Regions from separate parts of the Capsicum annuum genome. Here region 1 is linked to region 2. A link is a contact called in public Hi-C data. All regions are on one chromosome and are shown on one strand. The core of a region is the stretch at or near the end of the contact, and the rest is flanking DNA. Distances in the headings are between cores, read along the strand shown.

Region 1 (3,522 bases), core at 860-3,359, 110 kb after region 2:
GATTAATTATTTCTTCATCTTTAAACTGACAATTATTTTGAGAAAAATGTTTTTAATAAAAATACTAACTACTTTGAGATGGAGGAAGTATATTCTTCCTAATTCTTTTGTTGGGGTTTGAAATCGATAAGACGTAACGTGGAAGCTATTATTTGCAAACCATAGAGACGATAATTCAAACTATAAATAGAATATATTAAAAACATATTTTTGATATGGTTTGATCAACGGCCTATGTATTAAAAATTAAGATTGAAAAAAAAATAAAATCAATTGGAGAAATCTCCTCCTAAACAAGACTCTTTAAGATTACATCGTGAATGTTATTGTGTTATGATATGAGAAGGAAAGTTTTATATTTATAGAGGTACAAAACTTTTCCTCGATGAAAAGATAAGTCAAATATAAAATATTTTTATAGTTTCCTTTTAGAAAAAATTAAAAATAATTATAATATTACTTTTATTTTTCTTAAATAAAAAATTAATATTCAAATTTAATAAAAAGTTGGACAAAAATATTAACATCTTCAACTTCCGTAACTAAATTTACTTTAATAATGCTGATCATAATTCATAACAATTCTACTTTTTCTGATAGAGAAATGCCTATAATTAGTTCCTCGAGAAATTTTCAAAACAAACAATTCGAAGGTGCAACTCTTGCACACAAAATTCTTTCATTTTTGTATTGAGTTTGGTAGCAACCGTTCCTTTCTATTACTAGACATAATTGGGAGAAACTAATTTGAAATAAGAATCATTCTATCGTCCAAATAGATCGATTGTTCTTATGCTGGATAAGATCAAATTTAATTGAATCTGATCGTGGCTTCAACTTCAAAAACAATACTGTGGTCGGATTGAAAAAATAGTGTAATATTTTATCATCAAATTTTTTTTCGATACAAATTTACATTAATTGAATTCAAAATAAATATCAGAAACCCAGTGAGAAAACCAAAAGAAAAAACTATAAATAACATGATAGTCTTAGGGTGCATTTGTTTTTTTTTTTTTTTAAGTTTAAGACGTCTGGATCTGAATGAGTATCTGAATTATTAATATGTTGTTTCTAGATCTGAATACTGAATGATTAAGAATGTTTGTTTTTAACATCTGAATGTACGTAATATATTAATTCATAATAAATATGTAATTCAAATTTTAAAAGTAATAAAATATTATATTATATGAAAAAAATATTAGATAAAACTTAAACATCAAAATTATTATTTGAGTGATAATTAAAATATTTAAAAAGAGTTTTGAGCGAATAAATTGTATTTTAAAAAGAATCTGAATATTATTTAAGTGATAATTAAAATATTTAAAGATAATTAAAATATTTAAAAAGAGTTTTGAGGGAATAAATTATATTTTAAAAAGTATCTAAATATTAATCAAAGGTTTTCAAATACATTAAAAAATAATTTATAAAAATAAATAAATATACTTAATGAACTGAAAACTGAATCATTCAGATTTATACTTATATGTGCAAATAAATGAGGCTTAGACTCTTAGGTTGCGTTTAAACGAGTTTTTTTTTTTTTTTTTAAAGTTTTGGACTATTGGTGATTCTTTTTTATTTTTATACATAGTATTATTTCTTTGTTTGTTTTTTCTTTATTGTATGTTGGGCAAAAACAGCCTTAACAGTTACAAACAGCACTACCATGAATTGTTAATTACTCTCTCTCTCTCTCTCATCCTCTTTTTCTTCTTTTTCCTCACTGTTCTTGTCCTCTCTAGTCCCACCTCCACTCCCTCCACCCCACCTCACCCCTCTCCCCTTATAGTCTTCACCTATTTCACTCTCTCGTGTGTGTGTGTGCGCAACTTCTCCACGCTTTAAACTTCCAACTTTGGGCTAATACTCTCTCTTTACTTCCCTTAAGCCCCCTCCCTTGTCACATTCCTTCTGTTTTCTTGAAAGACTCTTGTTATTGTTGTTGTTTAGTTAAAGAATCAAACTCCCCTTCACTTACATCACTACTCTCCATTCTTTGGATCATTATGAGCACTAATACACTCATATTCTTGAAGATCGGTGCACCCTTTTAACTTTCTTGCCCAAAGTTCTCTGTCTTTAGTTAATACTGTAGTCATGGCAGGCAGTAACGAGATCAACGCTAGTGAATCTAAGGTACCCTTTTTCTCTTGTTAATTATTCTGTTAATTCCAACTTTTTTTTTTGTTTAATTTGAGGATCATTTCATGTCAATAAGCAGCGAAGCCAGAAATTTCATTAACGGTGTTCAAGAAAAATAATTTAAGTTTTATATACATAGTATAATTTTTTGACGAAGGATGTTCAATTCCCACCCTGGTCTGAATCCACTGGTTCTTGTTTGAATTTTTTCATTAGTTAGTATCCTGTGTTTTGGGGTTTGACCTTTTGTGTATTTAAGAAAATTTGAATTTTTTTGTTTTACGGAAAAAAGGATGAATCTTTATCATTGATTTAGGTAAATGGTCTGCTCTTCTTATGTTTCTTTGGCTTGTCTGTACATATTTAACCTCCTTTACAAAATCACCTTTTGCTTTCCAATTTGCTCTTTTTGGGGATTGATTCTTTTCTTTTTCTTTTCCATTTGCTTACTTTCTCTTTCTGGCTATACGTACAAATTCTATACATTTTTTCCTTTATTTGTTGTGACTATTTCTGGGTTGTCACAAGATGTATGTTGCTATGATCAATTTTGCTTTTAGTACTTTGGGGGGAAATGGATATTTGTTAGATGTTTTTTTTTGGTATTGACTAGGCCTTATGTCCCTTTATGCAGAGGGTGGTTCCACTTAATACATGGATACTTATATCCAATTTCAAGCTGGCTTACAACATGCTTCGTCGGTCTGATGGCACGTTCAATCGCTATTTAGCTGAGTTCTTGGAAAGGAAAGTCCCTGCAAATTCGATTCCAGTTGATGGTGTTTACTCGTTTGATGTTGTTGATCGTGCTACAAGCCTGCTTAACCGTGTCTATAAACCTGCCCCGAAACATGAGGCTGATTGGGGTAAAATTGAACTCGATAAACCTTTGAGCACTACAGAAATTGTTCCTGTCATTATTTTCTTCCATGGTGGAAGTTTCACTCATTCTTCAGCCAATAGTGCTATTTACGACACATTTTGTCGGCGCCTTGTTAGCATTTGCAAGGCTGTTGTTGTTTCTGTTAATTATCGACGATCACCTGAGAATCGGTATCCTTGTGCATATGATGATGGATGGGCTGCTCTTAAATGGGTTCAATCAAGGCAATGGCTTCAAAGTGGGAAGGATTTGAAAGTTCATGTCTACATGGCGGGTGATAGTTCTGGTGGTAATATTGCTCACCATGTTGCGGTGAAGGCTGCTGAAGCCGATATTGAGGTATTGGGAAATATTCTTCTTCATCCAATGTTTGGTGGACAAAAGAGGACCGAATCCGAGAGTAGATTGGATGGGAAATACTTTGTAACAGTTCAAGATAGGGATTGGTACTGGAGGGCATATTTACCCGAAAGGGAAGATAGGGA
Region 2 (3,445 bases), core at 490-2,989:
TCATATAATAATGAATATTCTCAATTTCACCTTTCAAAATATTATTTTAAAAAAAAAAAATTAATCTCAAAATGTGAGTTTAATTTAGTCAAACCTCGTGCTTCGTATGTCCTGCCAAATAGACTCAAATAGACTCAAGGATTGTACTATACATTGAATTTTTACTTCATTTTTGAATACTTTTAAAGAAACGCTTATTAACTCTTTCGTACTGCGGATATTTTTGGAGAAACATTCGCTCGTTCTCTTCTTTGTCTCTTGTTGTGTCTCTTTGTCCATTATTGTATGTTTCTACGGCCAGATTTAATTATGCTTTTCATCATACTAATTTTTCTTTATCGTAAAGTTTGATAAACTACATATCATATCATAAAAGAAGATAAAGAAAAGATCATTAAATGAAAAGAATAAGAATGAATAGCTACAATAATTTATATCATTCAAAACTAAAAATTGACACGCGAAATTAATCACCTTTCAAAATTCGAATCAACTGTCTATAAATATTATCATCATCATCCATCTTCAAGATACCTACAAAATCAATGCACCTTAAAGTAAATTAAACATTACAGGAATATTTTTTGACGTAAAAAATAATTCTAAAGCAAACAATAAAGAATGATCTAAGACCAAAAGTATTTTTTTTTATTTTTCATATGTTCATTGAAGATGCTATTGTATTGTTTTAGAAGAATTATCAATTTATAAAAGTCCAAAACTCTTTCAAAGAAATGATCTAAATATGGTAAATTTATATTTTTTTTTCCCATAAATAACTACCAACTTTAGAAAAATAAAAATTTCAAAAATAATAAACTACTATAAATAGACATTTATTGTACATTGTTTATAGTTCTTTTAGATTTTTGCTTTGGTTTAATACAAAATAGATTTTATTATCTTATTTAAAAAAAAAAAAAAAATTAAAGCCATACACACGTATGGTTCTTAAATTTTAGGAGTTTTAGTAGTTTTTTTTTCTAATTCTTCTTACCCTGATATTTGTTTGTTACCATATATTTAAGGACTCTTAATTTTTTTCTTTTCATATATATATTTTAGGATTCAATATTATGGTTAATATTATTAAAATAATTAAATAATAATTTAACCAAATAGTGAAAAAAGATGATTTTGTCTATTATGGAGTCTTTGAATGAAGGACAAAAAGTTTAAATTATTTTTCTAAGGGTCTTCACACTTTTAATATATTATATAGATATATAGATATATTGATATATAAATATAGATATAGATTATAGATAGATAGTTTATTAATCTTTTTATATTATTTTATGTGTCTTCTGAATTATCACCACGGTGGTTTACAAATTTTAAGCTTCGACATGGCCAAATCATATAATAATTTTATGTTTTTTAGTATTGTTTTCTTTATCGTTTGATTTATTGTCTCATGATTTGCAAATTATTTACTTCCGTATGACGCCCAACCAATTTCAAACCCAACAAAAATATCCGCAAATACAATTAACCAATGAATTTAAATAATTTTTGTTAAAACAGATACCTCTTATAGACTTGAAGGTAAGATAGTTTGTTCAAAAACATTTGTTTGGCACTTAATAACTCCATTAGTTCAATTGGTGAACAACTTCATAACATATGCCAACTTTGTAAACAATAGCTATTCTTTAAAACTTATATATGTACTCAGTTGATATTCATTCAGCAAAAGAAACTCTGGATCATGCCATGGTCTCAACCCAGTTTTCGGCCTAAATTGCGCATCAGCAATAAAATCACAGGCCCAAAATGGGTATTGTATACATGGTATACTATATATTACGTATAACGCTTCTTATTAATAGGTGTATTTTAATAGAATAGAAATTTATAGAGACTAATTTATTTTATTGAATATTCTTCATATTTATAGCATGTTTGACCAAAATTTTAAAATCAGTTTATTTTGAAAAGTATTTTTTTATAAGCGTTTTTCAAAAAAAATAAAAATACTTATTATAAGAAACAGTTTGTGTTTGATCAATAAATTTAAAAAGCACTTTTGAGCAGTTGTTTGGACAATTTTTTTAAAAGTGTATTGTTTTTTTCAAAAAAGTGTTTTTTAGGAAAAGTTATTTCTTTTAGCTCAGAGAAAACCTAGCATGTTCAATTACCAAATATGTGATATAGTGGTTTTTTTTTTTTTTTTTTTGTAATAATGTGATATAGTGGTTGACATCTTATGGTTGAGTCCTATAAACTTTTAGAGTGTGATAACTAGTGGATCGTGAAAATTGGTCTCAGGCTTAATCGTTGATTGCTATCGCTACTGGTATGTAAATCTAATTACTCCAACTCAAGATTATGATTTTAGATTTGTGTAATTGTATCTTTATCTTTGTTATCATAATTCATAGTGCATGAATAATCTTATACTAGTTACCTTTCAAATAATCGGATTGTCTAATTTTATATTGTCAATACTGTATTGAACTTAATAAATGTATATTATCTGTCCTATCACTTAGCTCCGCTCTTCTCTGAAACTGCTTTTTGTAACAAACACATGCAAATTAACTACCAAAAGCTAAGCCATGAAATGGACATCCAAGAAAACACTTTGGAGAAGCAATTTTCTAACAAAGAATCAATTTGGGATTTTTTATTTTTTATTTAAAAAATAAAATAAAATTCTAGAGCTAGAGAACTTGGTCCCTAATGAAATAATTAATATATGGGATTCAAATTTACGCTATCATCGAGATGAATCTTTATATCATCAGTGTAATTTAACATGTTAATAAATCTGTAATCTTTATCAATTTTTACAAGACTTAACTTAAACTCTAAATTATAAACAGAATATTCCAAAAGAATTACAACGCTAGCGACGAACACTATAAGCCCCATATATAGTTTATTAGTTCTTTTAGGAGAATCATATAAAAAAAACTATCACTAAAAAGACAAGATTGAAGATATGAATTTAGAGCATTAAACATTATTGTAAACAAATAGCCTTCATTAGCTCAATTAAGAGGGACTGTCATGATTAATAAAAATACATATCATTAAACTCTAACTTACAAAACAGAATATTGCAAAAGAATTACAACGCTACTAGCGACGAACACTATAAGCCCCATATATAGTTTATGAGTTCTTTTAGGAGAATCATATTAAAAAGAAAAAAATCTCTAAAAAGACAAGATTGAAGATATGGATTTATAGAATTAAACATTATTGTAAACAAATAGCCTTCATTAGCTCAATTAAGAGGGACTGTCGTGACTTTTTATTATATATTTATATTTTTATTATATTATATAGAAGAGTGAAGAGTGGGACGATCAAAGGCATTTTGGATATTTCATATCCATTTCATTGTATATAATTGGTTCAAGGGTAATTTTTTGGTATTTTATATCTATTTTATTGTTCAAAAATATCTTTTCAAGTTTTCACTTTTCTATCACAT

The links. A called contact is a pair of places that touch in the nucleus more often than the background predicts.
Region 1: a contact with region 2 is called in a Hi-C map of leaf, with 2.9 times the contacts expected there. The contact joins the promoter of LOC107863934 here to the enhancer-like site in region 2. A contact is called at or near these places in 2 of 5 Hi-C or Micro-C datasets (leaf and placenta).

What each region holds. Positions count from the first base shown.
Region 1 is chr3:35,787,200-35,790,721 of UCD10Xv1.1, forward strand. LOC107863934 (gibberellin receptor GID1B-like) reads left to right here and starts at 2,110. Exons shown (of 2, transcript NM_001324878.1): 1 at 2,110-2,148; 2 at 2,789-3,522. The coding sequence starts at 2,110.
Region 2 is chr3:35,678,377-35,681,821 of UCD10Xv1.1, forward strand. No RefSeq gene overlaps it. Among protein-coding and RNA genes, the nearest start is that of LOC107863936, 18 kb to the left of the region's middle. Within about 2 kb of position 1,740, at least 3 of the 5 cell types and tissues checked have an H3K27ac peak or open chromatin away from gene starts, as enhancers often do. A contact at or near this core is called in leaf, where this site is marked.